Regions from separate parts of the Callithrix jacchus genome. Here region 2 is linked to region 1. A link is a contact called in public Hi-C data. All regions are on one chromosome and are shown on one strand. The core of a region is the stretch at or near the end of the contact, and the rest is flanking DNA. Distances in the headings are between cores, read along the strand shown. Region 1 holds the start of SLC30A1 (solute carrier family 30 member 1). Region 2 has its middle 22 kb from the start of NEK2.

Region 1 (7,474 bases), core at 3,203-5,702:
AATTAAATTTTATTCTTTTAAAATTTTCTGTACATTGTGCTTTAATTACCATCTCTGGCCCCAAGAGTAGAAGGGCTAAAGAAAGAATGGACATTCAGTCTAAAGCCTTAACACGGACTACCTGAGCCTTCAACAATTTCTGGTATTAATGTTACATAGCACTGCACCCAAGAAATTCACAGATGCTTTTAATGAGTGTTCCTATATAGATAGCAGTGCCTTTATTTCTAGATTGAATTTCCAGGCATGACTGAAAAAATTAGACCCAGTTTTCAGCCTCCAAGAAAAATGAGTTCCTTTTGCTGCTAGTCCTCATCTGCTTTATTTTTTTTTTGAGATGGGGTTTCACTAGTCGCCCAGGCTGGTGTGCGATCGTGTGTTATTAGCCCACTGCAACCTCTGCCTCCCCAGTTCAAGTGATTCTACTGTCTCAGCTTCCCGAATAGCTGGGATTACAGGTATGCACTACCATGCCTGGCTAATTTTTGTATTTTTAGTAGAAACAGGGTTTTACTATGTTGGCCAGGCTAGTCTTGAACTACTGACTTCAGGTGATCCGCCAGCCTAGGCCTCCCAAAGTGCTGGGATTACAGGCATGAGCCACTATGCTGGGCTATTCTTTAAATTAACAAACAAATATAAAAAGTCAGTGACTGTCCCCGGCCTCTCACTGTACAATTTCACTCTCTACACTGTTCCTGTTTCCCCTTTGCTCCCACGTGGGTTTCCTGCTCTGACCATTTCTTTCATATGGTTTCCCTCATACCTCTGAGACTTTTGTGCTATTTCTGGGCTTTATTGCTGCATTGTTACTTGTTTATTCTTTGTTCTACTGCCTGTTCCTTTGGGAGCAGCTGAAAAAGCAAACCTTGGCGCTCATGTTGTTGGTAGAGATTACACTTCATATTTGTAATAATTATTCACGCACGTTTTGAGAGATTTCCCCACCATTTTTAAGATTGAACATTAGAAGTGATTTACTGTCAACCAAAGTCAAATATAATCTGGTTTTCACGTGGTTTTATTTCATCTTTCCAACGAAGGTACAGCTTTATACACTCATACTTTTTGATAACCAAAATTCAGAAGCATGCTTGTGTCTAACAGTTTTTACAAGAACCCTACAGGATCCTTTTAAACTGTCATTAAAAGCAAGGAGGGGTCCAGAGGGTTTTGAGATTGCAGTTTGTCTGAAGCATTTGACTTTCATTCAAATTGGCAGTCTCTTTTCCAAAAAGAGCATTATTCTCTCATCTTTAAAGTATGCTGGGTTTAGTCAGTTTGCATACTAAGCAAGTTATCAGGAGATTTCTTAAACATTAAGAAGAGAAAGCCATGCCATCTTGCTCAACGCAGGGCCACAGCCTCCAGGGGTGTTGGTGAATAATTGTATGGTGTCCCTTCATTTATCTATTCCTGCCTGTGTTGACACTCTATAAGGACAACCAGATGAAAAGGAAAAAACTCAAGTACAGGTACCAAAGTCTTTTGCCTATATAATGCTAGAGGGAAACAAAGTTTGACTGAAGTGTTTTGCTGTGTGGTAAATATTAATCTCCCCAGAGAACATAATTATAACTTCTCTGCAACCTGGAAAATGTACTCCCTGCCCCCTCTGTCCCGCCCCCACCAGCCACACTAGGAGGGAATAAAGCAAACTGGGAAATGGCTTAAATGCAGGCACAAAGTAGGTTCTCAGAAGCGGCTATGAGTTGAACCTGTTTTTACATGGATCTAAAAATCTCCCAGTTTAGTCTGTTTAGTTATTGAAGGATTGCTATTGTGTTTGCAAAGCATCCCTGACTTTTTACATCTTCTTATTGGTTCTTCTTTGGGTATCAAATCCTCACATTTGAAGGAATGTATTTTTTAAATAAAGCAGGACACAGCAGCCCTCAGTAGAAGGGAAAATGGTCTTCCAACTGCCTTTAGGCCATTTCCATGAGAATATCTTGACCCATAAGTGGCTCCCCAATTTCCATATAGGAGAGGCTAGTTGGTAGGATGTTTGAAGTTGTGTTTACATATGATCAGAAAAATGTCACTTGTCCATATCAAAGGAGAGGAAGTTATGGAAGTCCTAAACCTATTAATACATCCTTGAGCACTGCTCCAACCCAGACTTCACTTCAAATTAAGGACATTAAAAATGGAGCTCGCTGGGAGCGGTGGCTTACATCCATAAACCCCGCACTTTGGGAGGCCAAGGTGAGTGGATCACGAGGTCAGGAGTTCAAGACCAGCCTGACCAACATGGTGAAACCCCCATATCCACTAAAAATACACAAAATTAGCTGGGCATGGTACCGCTAGCCTGTAATCCCAGCTACTCAGGAGGCTGAGGCAGGAGAATCACTGGAACCCGGGAGGCAGACATTGCAGTGAGCCGAGATCATACCATTGCACTCCAGCCTGGGCAACAGAGCGAGACTGTCCCAGAAAAAAAAAAAAAAATGGAGCTCTTATTTTTCTCCTAAAAATCAGCGCCTTGGCCCCCCTTCCCAACGTCTTCACCTATTTAAGGCAGTATTTTCCTCATCAGGTTAGAAACATCTTTGTTCTCCTACTTAGCTTGCTCCTTCCCAATACCCAATTAATCATCAAATTCTATCATTTTTTTTCTCCTTTATAATGTCTTGGAAATTCTCCTCCATTCTTTATATTCCAGCCAAACAGAAACAGGTGATGATCCAGCTCTCCAGTCTGGATGAAATTGGAAACACACCACTCACAAGTGAAAACAATTTTATAGGAATTATAAGAATACCAAAACAGGCCAGGTGTGGTGGTTCACACCTATAATCCCAGCACTTTGGGAGGTGGAAGTGGGCAAATCATAAGGTCAGACATTCGAGACCAGCCTGGCCAATATGGTGAAACCTGTTTCTACTAAAAATACAAAAATTAGCCAGGCATGGTGGCAGGCGCCTGTTGTCCCAGCTACTGGAGACGCTGAGGCAGGAGAATCTCTTGAACCTGGGAGGCAGAAGTTGCAGTGAGCTGAGATTGCGCCACTGCGCTCCAACCTGAGCATCAGAGCCAGAATCCGTCACCAAAAAAAAAAAAAAAAAAAAAAAAAGCAAAATTTACAGCTCCAAACAAGCCTTGTATACACATCTCTAGGCAATAGCTGGCACTGCATTTGTCCTGTAGCAATCTAGAGCAGTGAGGGTCTTTCTGCTGTTCAGGAGCTGTGGTGAGGCCTTTTGGGTCCAGCTTAAGCCATTCTGATTCCAGCCACCACCCCATCTTACATCGGGAAGCGGTTCCCTTCCAGATCAACTCATCTCCACCCACAGCACAGTGCTTATGTATTCGGTCTAAACTAGATAGTACAATTTATCAAGAGTATTCCATCGTAATTTTAAAATGCCATGTTTATATTTTACCTCCACCTGGACAGAAGCTCCTACTTTTGTATTCTTACTGCCCCTCCCCTTCCCCCTTCCCATAGCAACCAGCACAGGATTCCGCCATGTGCAGTCTATAAATAAATGTTAAATCATAGAGCCTTAGAATTTTGGAGTCAGACGGGGATCTTCAGCGTTGCATGTGTCCAATCCTTTATAGATGGGGAAACAGGTCTAGAGAGATTAGGTGACTTGTTCAAAGCCACACAGCTGGCTATTGACAAGGCAAGGAGCAGAGCCGAGGTTTCTCCTGCCTGAAGTCTGTACCCTAAATTGTTCTTAGATAATCTGTGACAGAGACACCTGAGTTTACACAATGTCTCCTGGGGCTGAAGGTGATAGGAGAAACTGCCTTTCCTGAAACACGTAAAAAGATTCGGTCCACGCCCATAGCAGACCTTCAGGAAGACTAACTCCTCAGCTCGGCGTCCAGCAGAGTCCCAAGTTCCGCCCGCACTTGTTTATACGTCTGTCCTTCGAAAGGACGGAGCGCCCGAGGGCCCCAAGCTCAGGGGCTCCCCTGCGGCCCCTCCCCCGTCACCTAGCTGTCATACAGCCGCCGCGCGGCCCGCCCCCACGTGGACTAGGCTCGGAGGATCAAAGTCTGTTTGCAGCCCAGCCCCCGCAGGTGTGCTGGAGTCTGCGAGGGTCCGCAGCGCTAGAGCTGGGACTCCGCCACGCCCTAGGGGACCGGGCCCGCCCCTCCTCCTCCCGCTGCACGCGGCCCGCGCCCCCGAGACGCCAGCCGCTGCACCCGGCCACGGCCCCCCGGCCCACGCCCGGCTCCGGGAGAGAATGGCCCCGCCCCCATCTGTTGGAGCCGCATCCCCGCCCCCTTCCCGCCCCTCCTAGGCTCCATCCAATAGCGAGGGTGGCTGGGCGGGACGCCGACGCTGTCGTGAGGGGGCTCTGACCAATGGAAAATCGAGCCGGGCCTGGTGGGCGGGGCGCCAGGGCCTTGTCACGCTCGGGTCCGTGTGAAAACGGGGGTTCCGAGTGCAAAGCAAAGTTTTTTTGTAAACCGTCTGCAAAGGCGGGGGCGGGGGGGCGAAGAAGGCGCCCGAGACCGGGCCGAGTGCAGTGGCCGCCGCCTCTCTAGCTCCTCAGCCATCCGCTCCTCAGTCAAGCGGCCGCGGAGGAGCTCAGCAAGGAGAGTCCTCAGATGCTCGGAGCTTTCTCGGCGCGAAGCTGCCGGTCGCCCTCGCCCGCCCCCCTCCTGCTTCTGCTCCAAGCTCCGGCTCTTGGTACCCCGGCTCCGGGAGTCCAGCTCCCCGCCGCCGCCGTCGCCCGGGTGTGGGTGTGAGGGCTGCTGGGTCTGAGCCGGGCCTCGGCGCCTGTTCTGAGGACCGACGCCTGAGGAGCTGCGCGCCGCGGCGCCGCCGGCTGGCGGAGGACTCCCACAGGCGCGGGGCTAGGCGGCTTGACCCGGGCTCGGCCCCGTGCGGCCGCGGGAGCACCTCAGCGGTTTCCCTAGCGGCCCGACTCGGGCGCTCCTCGGTGTCGCGGTCGCCGACCCTCCGCGCCCGGCCAGCGCCGCCGCCGCATCAGTCTCCGGCCCGGGCTCGGCGGGCCCCGCAGCCGCAGCCATGGGGTGCTGGGGTCGGAACCGGGGCCGGCTGCTGTGCATGCTGGCGCTGACCTTCATGTTCATGGTGCTGGAGGTGGTGGTGAGCCGGGTGACCTCGTCCCTGGCGATGCTCTCCGACTCCTTCCACATGCTGTCGGACGTGCTGGCGCTGGTGGTGGCGCTGGTGGCCGAGCGCTTCGCCCGGCGGACCCACGCCACCCAGAAGAACACGTTCGGCTGGATCCGAGCCGAGGTGATGGGGGCTCTGGTGAACGCCATCTTCCTGACCGGCCTCTGTTTCGCCATCCTGCTGGAGGCCATCGAGCGTTTCATCGAGCCGCACGAGATGCAACAGCCGCTCGTGGTCCTCGGGGTCGGCGTGGCCGGGCTGCTGGTCAACGTGCTGGGGCTCTGTCTCTTCCACCATCACAGCGGCTTCAACCAGGACTCCGGCCACGGCCACTCGCACGGAGGGCACGGCCACGGCCACGGCCACAGCCTCCCCAAGGGGTCCCGCAATAAGAGCGGCCGCCCCGGGAGCAGCGACATCAACGTGGTCCCGGGCGAGCAGGGGCCTGACCAGGAGGAGACCAACACCCTTGTGGCCAATACCAGCAACTCCAACGGGCTTAAACTGGACCCCGCAGGTAAGCCGGGCAAGTCGCCGCCGCAGGTGGTTGGGTTTGGGGAGCCCAGAGCCTCGCCTGGCCCTCGGCGGGGTGGCCCGCACGCCCCCTGCTGCCCGAGCGGGCCTGCGCCGCGCCGCCCCTGCCCGCTCCCTCCCGGTCTTGCACACGCCCCGCCGCTCCAGGAAATCATAACCCCCTCAGCCGGGTGCAAGGAGTCGGGACGCGTCTGGCATATTTGTAGGTGGGGACTATGGGTCTGACCCTAGTAAAAGGGTCAGGAGGTGAACGTCATCCTGCTGCAGTCCACACCCGCACAGGCTGCACCAACTCTGCTGGAGACTTGTCTTGTTATGGTTACAGCAGGTCAGAAACGCTGCCCAAATCAGTTCCTTGGTCCTCTTGGGAAACGGAGAGAATCCCTAATTCGTCCCCAGTTGTTGGGTGTTGGAAACCTTGCTCTGCCAAAGTAGTTCTTATGCCCATTGAACGCGTTTCATAAATGAATTCAGAGCATGTAAACCCAGCTTAAAGGTTTCTTTTATGAACAGCAGTGTATGCTTCAGCGCATTGATCCCTGATCCTGGAAATCATAAATTTAGGACCTGTCTGGGCATGTTTTAACGTTTTCCTAGGACTTTTCATAATCGTACTGTACTAAAAGTGCTTTTCATATTTAACATTAAGTGCTCTTGAAGGAAATTTGGAAAATAAGTGTTGAAAGAAGGTAGATAGAAATGACTCAACCAATGTCCTACTACCCAAGCTCAGTGGTGCTTAACAATTTGGTCTCACTTCCTTCACTTAGGTTTAGTTACCTTGTATCATTATAAATTATTATGCTACATAATTTTCCTTTTCGAGTGCAGAATGTCAAGTTAGTGAAATTCAAGTTGTATATTGGAAAAGTTTAATAAGTAATTGGTTTTTCTCTCACTCCACTGGGCAAGGTGTTATTCCAAAGAAAATTAAGTTACTTTGGTGTGTAATTTCTTGATAAGATCAGTACTTTTGATTTAAAAGTTAGTAGGGCATGTAGTCATCATTTACTTCCAACTTTTCTATTAATCTCTGTGATTATTGATTTATATTGCTGATTTGTCAGTTTTTAAAGTCCCTCTACCAAGAAACTTTTATATTCATAGTAACAGTTTAAAAATTAAAATTGGTTTTATTCTCAGGCAATTGGCCTCAGTGACAAAGAGTAACTGGAGAGTGCCCGAGTGTCATATCAGGTATTCTGTATTAGTAGACTTATTCCTAGCTGCGTTTAATTTTGGTGTTAGGGTTCAATTTTATGTTTTCCTTTGTATATGCCCAGAAGTATAGCAGAATGTTTGCAGGACTCCACCACCATAGAAAAGAGACACTATTTTGGAGAAGGGGAGGAAGGAGTGGTTAGGAGAGTAAAGAAGCAATATCACAATGACTTAATGTAGCCTTGGCCATTATGTCCTGGCTCGTTCCCAGAATGTCAATTTATATTAAATTGCTCTGAGCACATTTTTTTAATTGTACTTTGTGAAAAAATTTTCACCTTCATCAGCACTTAAAAAGAATTAGATGAGAATGTTTATGTAAACACTTTAAGTGTATTTGACATAAAATTTTTATTTCTTCATAGACCCAGAAAAACCCAGAAGTGGTGATACAGTGGAAGTACAAGTGAATGGAAATCTTATCAGAGAACCCGACCATATGGAACTGGAAGAAGATAGGGCTGGACAACTTAACATGCGTGGAGTTTTTCTGCATGTCCTTGGAGATGCCTTGGGTTCAGTGATTGTAGTAGTAAATGCCTTAGTCTTTTACTTTTCTTGGAAAGGTTGTTCTGAAGGGGATTTTTGTGTGAACCCATGTTTCCCTGACCC
Region 2 (7,474 bases), core at 3,038-5,537, 72 kb before region 1:
ATGAAGGGTTAATAATCAGTGAGAGGAAATAGCTTTTTCATATATGTCGGATATGACTCAACCGGTAACCTGGTTCCATCAAGTACAAATGATACTATCCAAACACAATCAGAAACTGACGACCAGGCCTTTAATCCTAACAGAATCAGCTTGACATAAATACTGAGTATGACTCCTGGCCAGCTGTATAATTTGCAAGACCCAGTGCTAAATGAAAATGTAGGACTCTTGTTCGAAAAGCAGGAAACAAGTACCCCAAAAGGTACCTATATAGCGTTTTCCTTTCTTCCAAGGTTTCTCTCTCTCTCTGCTTATTGCAATGCTATTTGCTATTTAATATTCTAAGTAAAGAAAAATTAAAATTTTAAATGATTAGCATGAATTTTACCATTTCTATTGTGCAGTGCTGATTTTAAATGTCAATAGCAGAGCATTCAGCTCAGATAGGGAATGAATTATACAATTCATATTTTGTGGGTCTTCTCTGAGGGTGCCTCAAGTTGACCAGAGGAGACAGACATACAAGACCTTCAGGCATCTGGGAACCCTTGACTCTGACACCTGCTCGGTTCCCCCTTCCTCCAGTCACCAGACCTCCACAATGCCAGGCCCGGAGGAGCAGAGGCAGGCATCTTCCTTTCACACAGGCCAATTGGCCCAGGCGATGGCAGATGGGCCACCTCCAAGGAGGATCTTTAAACCTTCACGCTGGGACTTTATACTTGGAACAGGGTATCTGGATGGCCCTTGCCAAGACATGGCCTCCAGCTGGCTGCCCACCAGACATGCCATGGGGGAGAGGGGAAATGGGTTCAGGACAGCTGCTGCCATGCCCTGCCTGGGGATGCACTGGAGGCTGAATACTCAACACTGACCCTCCCCTTGCCTATGCCTGGGCCCCTTCTGGTTATGAGAAGGGGAGGTTGGGTGGGACCCAGTGCACTAAAGGTTAGGGAGGGGTCTGAGAGCCATCTGGGAGTCTATGGGGATGAAGGGAGGTGGGAACATGCTTGAGCAGAGGCCTGAGCCCCCACACAGGCTCCATTGTCCCATCAAACTCCACTTACAAAAGGCAAATTCAAGGACACAAGTATTAGCCGGTGCAGTGGCTCCCAAGTGTAATCCCAGCACTTTGGGAAGCTGAGGGGGGTGGATGGCCTGAGGTCAGGAGATTGAGACCAGCCTGGCCAATATGGTGAAGCTCCAACTCTATTAAAAATACAAAAATTAGCTGGGCATGGTGGTGGGCACCTGTAGTCCCAGCTACTCAAGAGACTGAGGAAGGAGAATCTCTTGAACCCAGGAGGCGGAGGCTGCAGTGAGCTGAGATCATGCCACTGCACCCCAGCCTGGGAGACAGAATGAGACTCCATCTCAAAAACACACAAACAAACAAACAAACAAACAGACAGAAAGATACAAGTATTAAGAATTTCAAGACTTCAACCTCGCAATGCTAGACTCCAGGCACCAAGGCCTTCCGAATACTAGGTTTTTCTGCATGTGGGGTCCTGTGTGGCTGTGCAGGTTACTTGGCTGTAAAACCACCCCTTTCTCTGGGAAATGCCTTTCTACCTTAGAAAAGAATACATTTTCTTCTCGTTTTGAAACCTGAGCCATGCTGGACAGCTTCTCATCCCAGATTTCACCTTTATATTTTCATTCATTGCTTAATTCAACCAACAAGCAGCTATTGAGCACCCACTATGAGCCAGGCACTGTTTAAGGTGCTGAAGATACAGCCATGAAGAAACATTGAAATCCCTGCCCTTACTGACCCCTTCAAATGGGGCAAGACAGTCAGAAACTAATCATCCATAGAGCATGGTAGCGATGAGTGTAAAGGAGCAGAGAGAAGCGGGAGTTGGGAGCTGCAATCTCAGAAGAAGATTGCGGTGCAGCAGGAAGAGGAGGAGACTAACCATAGCAGGTTAGAGTGGAGGTCGGGGTGGAGGGGAAAAGCAAAGGGAATGAGAGACCTGAGGGGGTCGGAGGAGAGAGCAGGGAAGACAACAGACCAGTGGTGGGCTGGGGGCAGGACTGGGGATTTGAGCAAAACTGGGAGAAACAACAGGGCAGGACTTGAAAGCTGGCAGAGTCTTGGAAACTGAGGAGACATTTCAAATCTAATCATGAGTCCCCTCTCCTTGGTCTTAAGCCAACAAAACCTTGTTTACAGTTCCCCGCTGAAGGTGGGAATGCCTGGGGTATTTGGGCAGTGATGGTAGATTAGAAGGGGGTCCCTTCACCTCTTCAAGGAGAACTACAAACCACTGCTCAAGGAAATAAGAGAAGATATAAACAAATGGAAAAACATTCCATGCTCATGGGTAGGAAGAATCAATATCATGAAAATGGCCATTATACCCAAAGTAATTTATAGATTCAATGCTCTCCCCATCAAGCTACCATTGACTTTCCTCAAAGAATTAGAAAAAACTACTTCAAATTTCATATGGAACCCAAAAAGAGCCTGCACAGCCAAGACAATCCTAAGCAAAAAGAACAAAGCTGGAGGCATCATGCTACCTGACTTCAAACTATACCACAAGGCAATAGTAACAAAAACAGCATGGTATTGGTACCAAAACAGATACATAAACCAATGGAACAGAACAGAGGCCTCAGAAATAATGCCACACAACTACAACCATCTGATCTTTGACAAGCCTGACAAAAACTAGCAATGGGGAAAGGATTCCCTATTTAGTAAATGGTTTTGGGAAAACTGACTAGCCATATGCAGAAAGCTGAAACTGGACCACTTCCGTATACCTTATACAAAAATTAACTCAAGATGGATTAAAGACTTAAATGTAAAACCTAAAACCATAAAATCCTAGAAGAAAACCTAGGCAATACCATGCAGGACGTAGGCATTGGCAAAGACTTCATGACTAAAACACCAAAAGCAATGACAGCAAAAGCAAAAATTGACAAATGGGATCTAATTAAACTAAAGAGCTTCTGCACAGCAAAAGAAACTATCATCAGAGTGAACAGGCAACCTACAGAATCGGAGAAAATTTTTGCAGTCTGACCATCTGACAAAGAGGCAATACCTAGAATCTACAAGGAACTTAAACAAATTTACAAGAAAAAAAATCCCATGAAAAAGTGGTCAAAGGATATGAACAGACACTTCTTAAAAGATGACATTTATGCCGCCAACACATATTTGAACAAAAGCTCATCATCACTGGTCATTAGAGAAATGGAAATCAAAATCACAATGAGATACCATCTCACACCAGTTAGAATGGTGGTCATTAAAAAAATCAGGAAACAACAGATGCTGGAGAGGATGTGGAGAAATAGGAAGGCTTTTACATTGCTGGTGGGAGTATAAATTAATTCAACCATTGTGGAAGACAGTGTGGCGATTCCTCAAGGATCTAGAAATAGAAATTCCATTTGACCCAGCAATCCCATTACTGGGTATATACCCAAAGGATTATAAATCATTCTACTATAAAGACACATGTACAGGTATATTTATTGTAGCACTATTCACAATAGCAAAACTTAGAACCAACCCAAATGCCCATCAATGAGACTGGATAAAGAAAATGTAGCACATATACACCATGAAACACTATACAGCCATAAAAAAGGATGATATCGTGTCCTTTTTAGGGACACAGATGAGGCTGGAAACCATTGTTCTCAGCAAAGTAACTCAGGAACAGAAAATCAGATACCGGATGTTCTCACTCATAAGTGAGAGCTGAACAATGAGAACACATGAATGCAGGGAGGGGAACATCACACACCAGGGCTTGTTGTCGGTGAGGGGCTAGGGGAGGGATAGCATTAGGAGAAATACCTAATGTAGACAACGGGTTGATGGGTGCAGCAAACCACCATGGCACGTGTATATCTATGTAACAAACCTGCACATTCTGCACATGTACCCCAGAACTTAAAGTACAATAATATTTAAAGAAGCAGGGGGTCCCTTTGATGGGGCCGTGGGGAGCAGGTTCCTCCCAAATGATGTTTCTCCAGCATCACAAAGATCTTAAGATCTCTGCTAAGATGCTCTGCTAGACACTAGCACTGTACTTACCATTACAGAGTTTACATGTTTAAATAATAATGAGTTGAACCCAGCACAGCCTACTCACAGGCGCTTGAAAAAGGGTCACTGGATTTGAATCAGATTAACCAGCTGTCCTGGCTGACAAAACCGCAAGGTGGCGCCATTGCTCTTCTAGAGCCGCCGTCCCACCCTCCCCGACTAGTCTGAGCAACTGGAGTTACTGCCAGAGTCCATACCCGGCATTGGTTTAATGACCTCTCCCCATTATTTCCTTCAGTCCTCACAATACCCCTGTGAAGCAGGGGTATCGAGTCACATTTTACACGGGGAAACTCAGATTCAGTGTTCACAGCTCCAGAGCTCAGGCTTTTGGCAATAACCCTCCACTGCCTCCCCAAGACAGCAAAAGGTCCGCTCTGTGCCCCAAGCCATCCAGTTTCCCACAGGGATGGGTTAAGCATCATAACTCATGGCTTTACCCAAGACATTTGAATTGAAGAGGAAGGTGGACGCAGAGCCAGCATGGTTAGGGCCAGTGGCCTTTCTGGACTTGTGTGCCAGGAGAGGTGAGTTAGCGTGGGGGAGGCCGGAGAGGGGGCTTTCAGGTGACCCCAGTAGGACCCCATGCCCCCCCCCCCACCGCCTTTGCTCGGCATCCTCTACAGTATGGCTTTGCATGTCCTCAAAAGCCCGGCCAGCTGCCCAGTACCCTCAGGCGGTCCAGTGTCCCCCACTCCTGAGGGCCACCTCATTCAGGACTGCCCTCCCCTGAAGCCTTTTGTATTTCCAGAAGACCCTCCTCCTTTTAGGGCAACACCCTTTCAGTTAGGCAAGCTAGTTCCCTCAGTGACTAAGATAAGGCTGTCCTCGGCGGGACTGGGGCTGAAAGCAAAAGATGATACAGGGCAGCTGTTTAAAAAAGAATGAAGTGAATTTGTATGCACCAGCAAGAAGAGATTATTGCTCATTGTGACTTGGTGGCTGGAAAATAGGGATCCCTGTTAGACTGATGGATTTCACACCATGGGGGAGGATGGAACCAGCCCGGGCTGTGCTCACGTGTGGCTTTCTTTACCCCTCACTCAGCCCCAGCCTCAGCCTCCCACCCTCTACGCAAGGAGGACAGAGGTCAGCTGCTGAGGAGCCTCCTCCATGTGAAAGGTTGCATTCCACCCCGCATTCAGAGGGACACCCTTGCTAACCTCTACGGAGGCACCTTACTTACATTTCTGACACCATAGACACAGCCACAGCCACAGCTCTGGGGCCCCACGGCTCCCCTCGAGCTGCTGAAATCCCAGGCAACCAAGGCTGCTCTTCCCTAGATGCCCAACAACCACCCAGCCAGGAAACAAATCCGCCCTTCTCCCGCTGCCCAGACTCTCTCTGAGACAATCTCTGGCAACCTTGATGCAACAGAGTGTTCCACAATCGTAGTCACACGTTCACAGAAAGCGTTAACAGATGATTCACTCCATTAAAACAAAAACAAATAAACAAACAGAAAAACAGGCCGGGCGCAGTGGCTCACCTCTGTAATCCCAGCACTTCTGGAAGCTGAGGTGGGTAGATCACTTGAGTTCAGGAGTTAGAGACCAGCCTGGCCAATATGGTGAAACCCTGTCTCCACTTTAAAAAATACAAAAATTAGTCCAGGTGCGATGGCTCATGCCTGTAATCCCAGCACTTCAGGAGGCTGAGGCAGGTGGATCATGAGGTCGAGAGATCGGGACCATCCTGGCCAACATGGTGAAACCTCATCTCTACTAAAAATATAAAAATTAGCTGGGCATGGTGGTGCACACTTGTAGTTCCAGCTACTTGGGATGCTGAGGCAGGAGAATCGCTTGAACCCAGGAGGCGGAGGTTGCAGTGAGCTGAGATCACGCCATTGCACTCCAGCCTGGGTGACAGAGTGAAACTCTCTCAAAAAAAAAAAAAACAAGAAAAAAAAAAACAGTTAAATTATGAAGTGACAACATCATTGTAAAAGATTCGAACACTATGGAAAGTATATCTAGTGAAAATGTAAAGGTAAACGTTCCTTACCCATTACCCTAGTTTCTATCTCTCGTTTCAGAAGTAGCTATGAACAATTTGGTGTTTGGTGGTCCTTTCCAGACCGTGTGTGTGCGCGCGCGCGTGTGTGTGTGCGTGTGCGCGTGTGTGTGCGCGCGCGCGCGCGTGTGTGTGTGCGCGCGCGTGTGTGTGTTATGGGGTAGGATGGCGTGTCTCTGTGTATGGGAGTCTCTGTGTGTGTGTGTGCGCGCACGCGTGTGTGTGTGTGCGCGCGCGCGTGTGTGTGTGTTATGGGGTAGGGATGGAGTGTCTCTGTGTATGGGAGTCTCTCTGTGTGTGTGTGTGTGTGTGTGTACGCGCGCGCGCGCGTGTGTGTGTTATGGGGTAGGGATGGAGTGTCTCTGTGTATGGGAGTCTCTGTGTGTGTGTGTGTGTGTGTGTGCGAGCGCGCGTGTGGGTGTGTTATGGGGTAGGGATGGAGTGTCTCTGTGTATGGGAGTCTCTGTGTGTGTGTGTGTGTGCGCGCGCGCGTGTGTGTGTGTTATGGGGTAGGGATGGAGTGTCTCTGTGTATGGGAGTCTCTGTGTGTGTGTGTGTGTGTGCGCGCGCGCGCACGTGTGTGTGTGTTATGGGGTAGGGATGGAGTGTCTCTGTGTATGGGAGTCTCTGTGTGTGTGTGTCTGCATGGATGTATCTGAGTATGTGTTTTAAAACACACTCAGGCCAGGTGTAATGGCTCGTGCCTGTAATCCCAGCACTTCGGGAGGCTGAGGAGGGCAGATCACTGGACCTTAGGAGTTCAAGACCAGCCTGGGCAACATGGGGAAGCCCAAAAATATAAAAAATTAGCTGGGCGTGGTGGTGCAGGTCTGTGGTCCCAGCTACTCAAGAAGCTGAAGTGGAAGGATTGTTGAGCCTGGGAGGTGGAGGCTGCAGTGAGCTATGATTGTGCCAATGCACTCCAGCCTGGTGACAGAGTGAGACCTCATCTCAACAACACCACACTGGGAAAAATGGGATCTGAACACATTTACTGTTCTTTAATTTTTTTTCAATGAAAAAGACTCCTTTTTGGGCCAGACACGGTGGCTCATGCCTGTAATCCAGTGCTTTGGGAGGCTGAAGGAGGCAGGTCAGGAGTTCAAGACCAGCCTGTCCAACATGGTGAAACCCCATCTCTACTAAAATTACAAAAAATTAGCTGGGCATGGTGGCAGGCACCTATAATCCCAGCTACTTAGGAGGCTGAGGCAGGAGAATCTCTTGAACCTGGGAGGTGGAGGTTGTAGTGAGCCGAGACCGTGCCATAGCACTCCAGCCGGGGCAACAGAGCGAGACTGTATCTAAAAAAAAAAAAACAACAATCTTTTCTTGTTGGTTTTATAAATAAACCTTTGTTTTTCAGACAGCTGC

The links. Hi-C and Micro-C count contacts between places; a contact is called where the count stands out from the background.
Region 2: a contact with region 1 is called in a Hi-C map of skeletal muscle, with 13 times the contacts expected there. The contact joins the enhancer-like site here to the promoter of SLC30A1 in region 1. A contact is called at or near these places in 3 of 3 Hi-C or Micro-C datasets (induced pluripotent stem cells and skeletal muscle).

What each region holds. Positions count from the first base shown.
Region 1 is chr19:16,730,383-16,737,856 of calJac240_pri, reverse strand. SLC30A1 (solute carrier family 30 member 1) reads left to right here and starts at 4,452. Exons shown (of 2, transcript XM_008985266.5): 1 at 4,452-5,624; 2 at 7,228-7,474. The coding sequence starts at 4,997.
Region 2 is chr19:16,801,879-16,809,352 of calJac240_pri, reverse strand. No RefSeq gene overlaps it. Among named protein-coding and RNA genes, the nearest start is that of NEK2, 22 kb to the left of the region's middle. Within about 2 kb of position 4,287, at least 2 of the 16 cell types and tissues checked have an H3K27ac peak or open chromatin away from gene starts, as enhancers often do.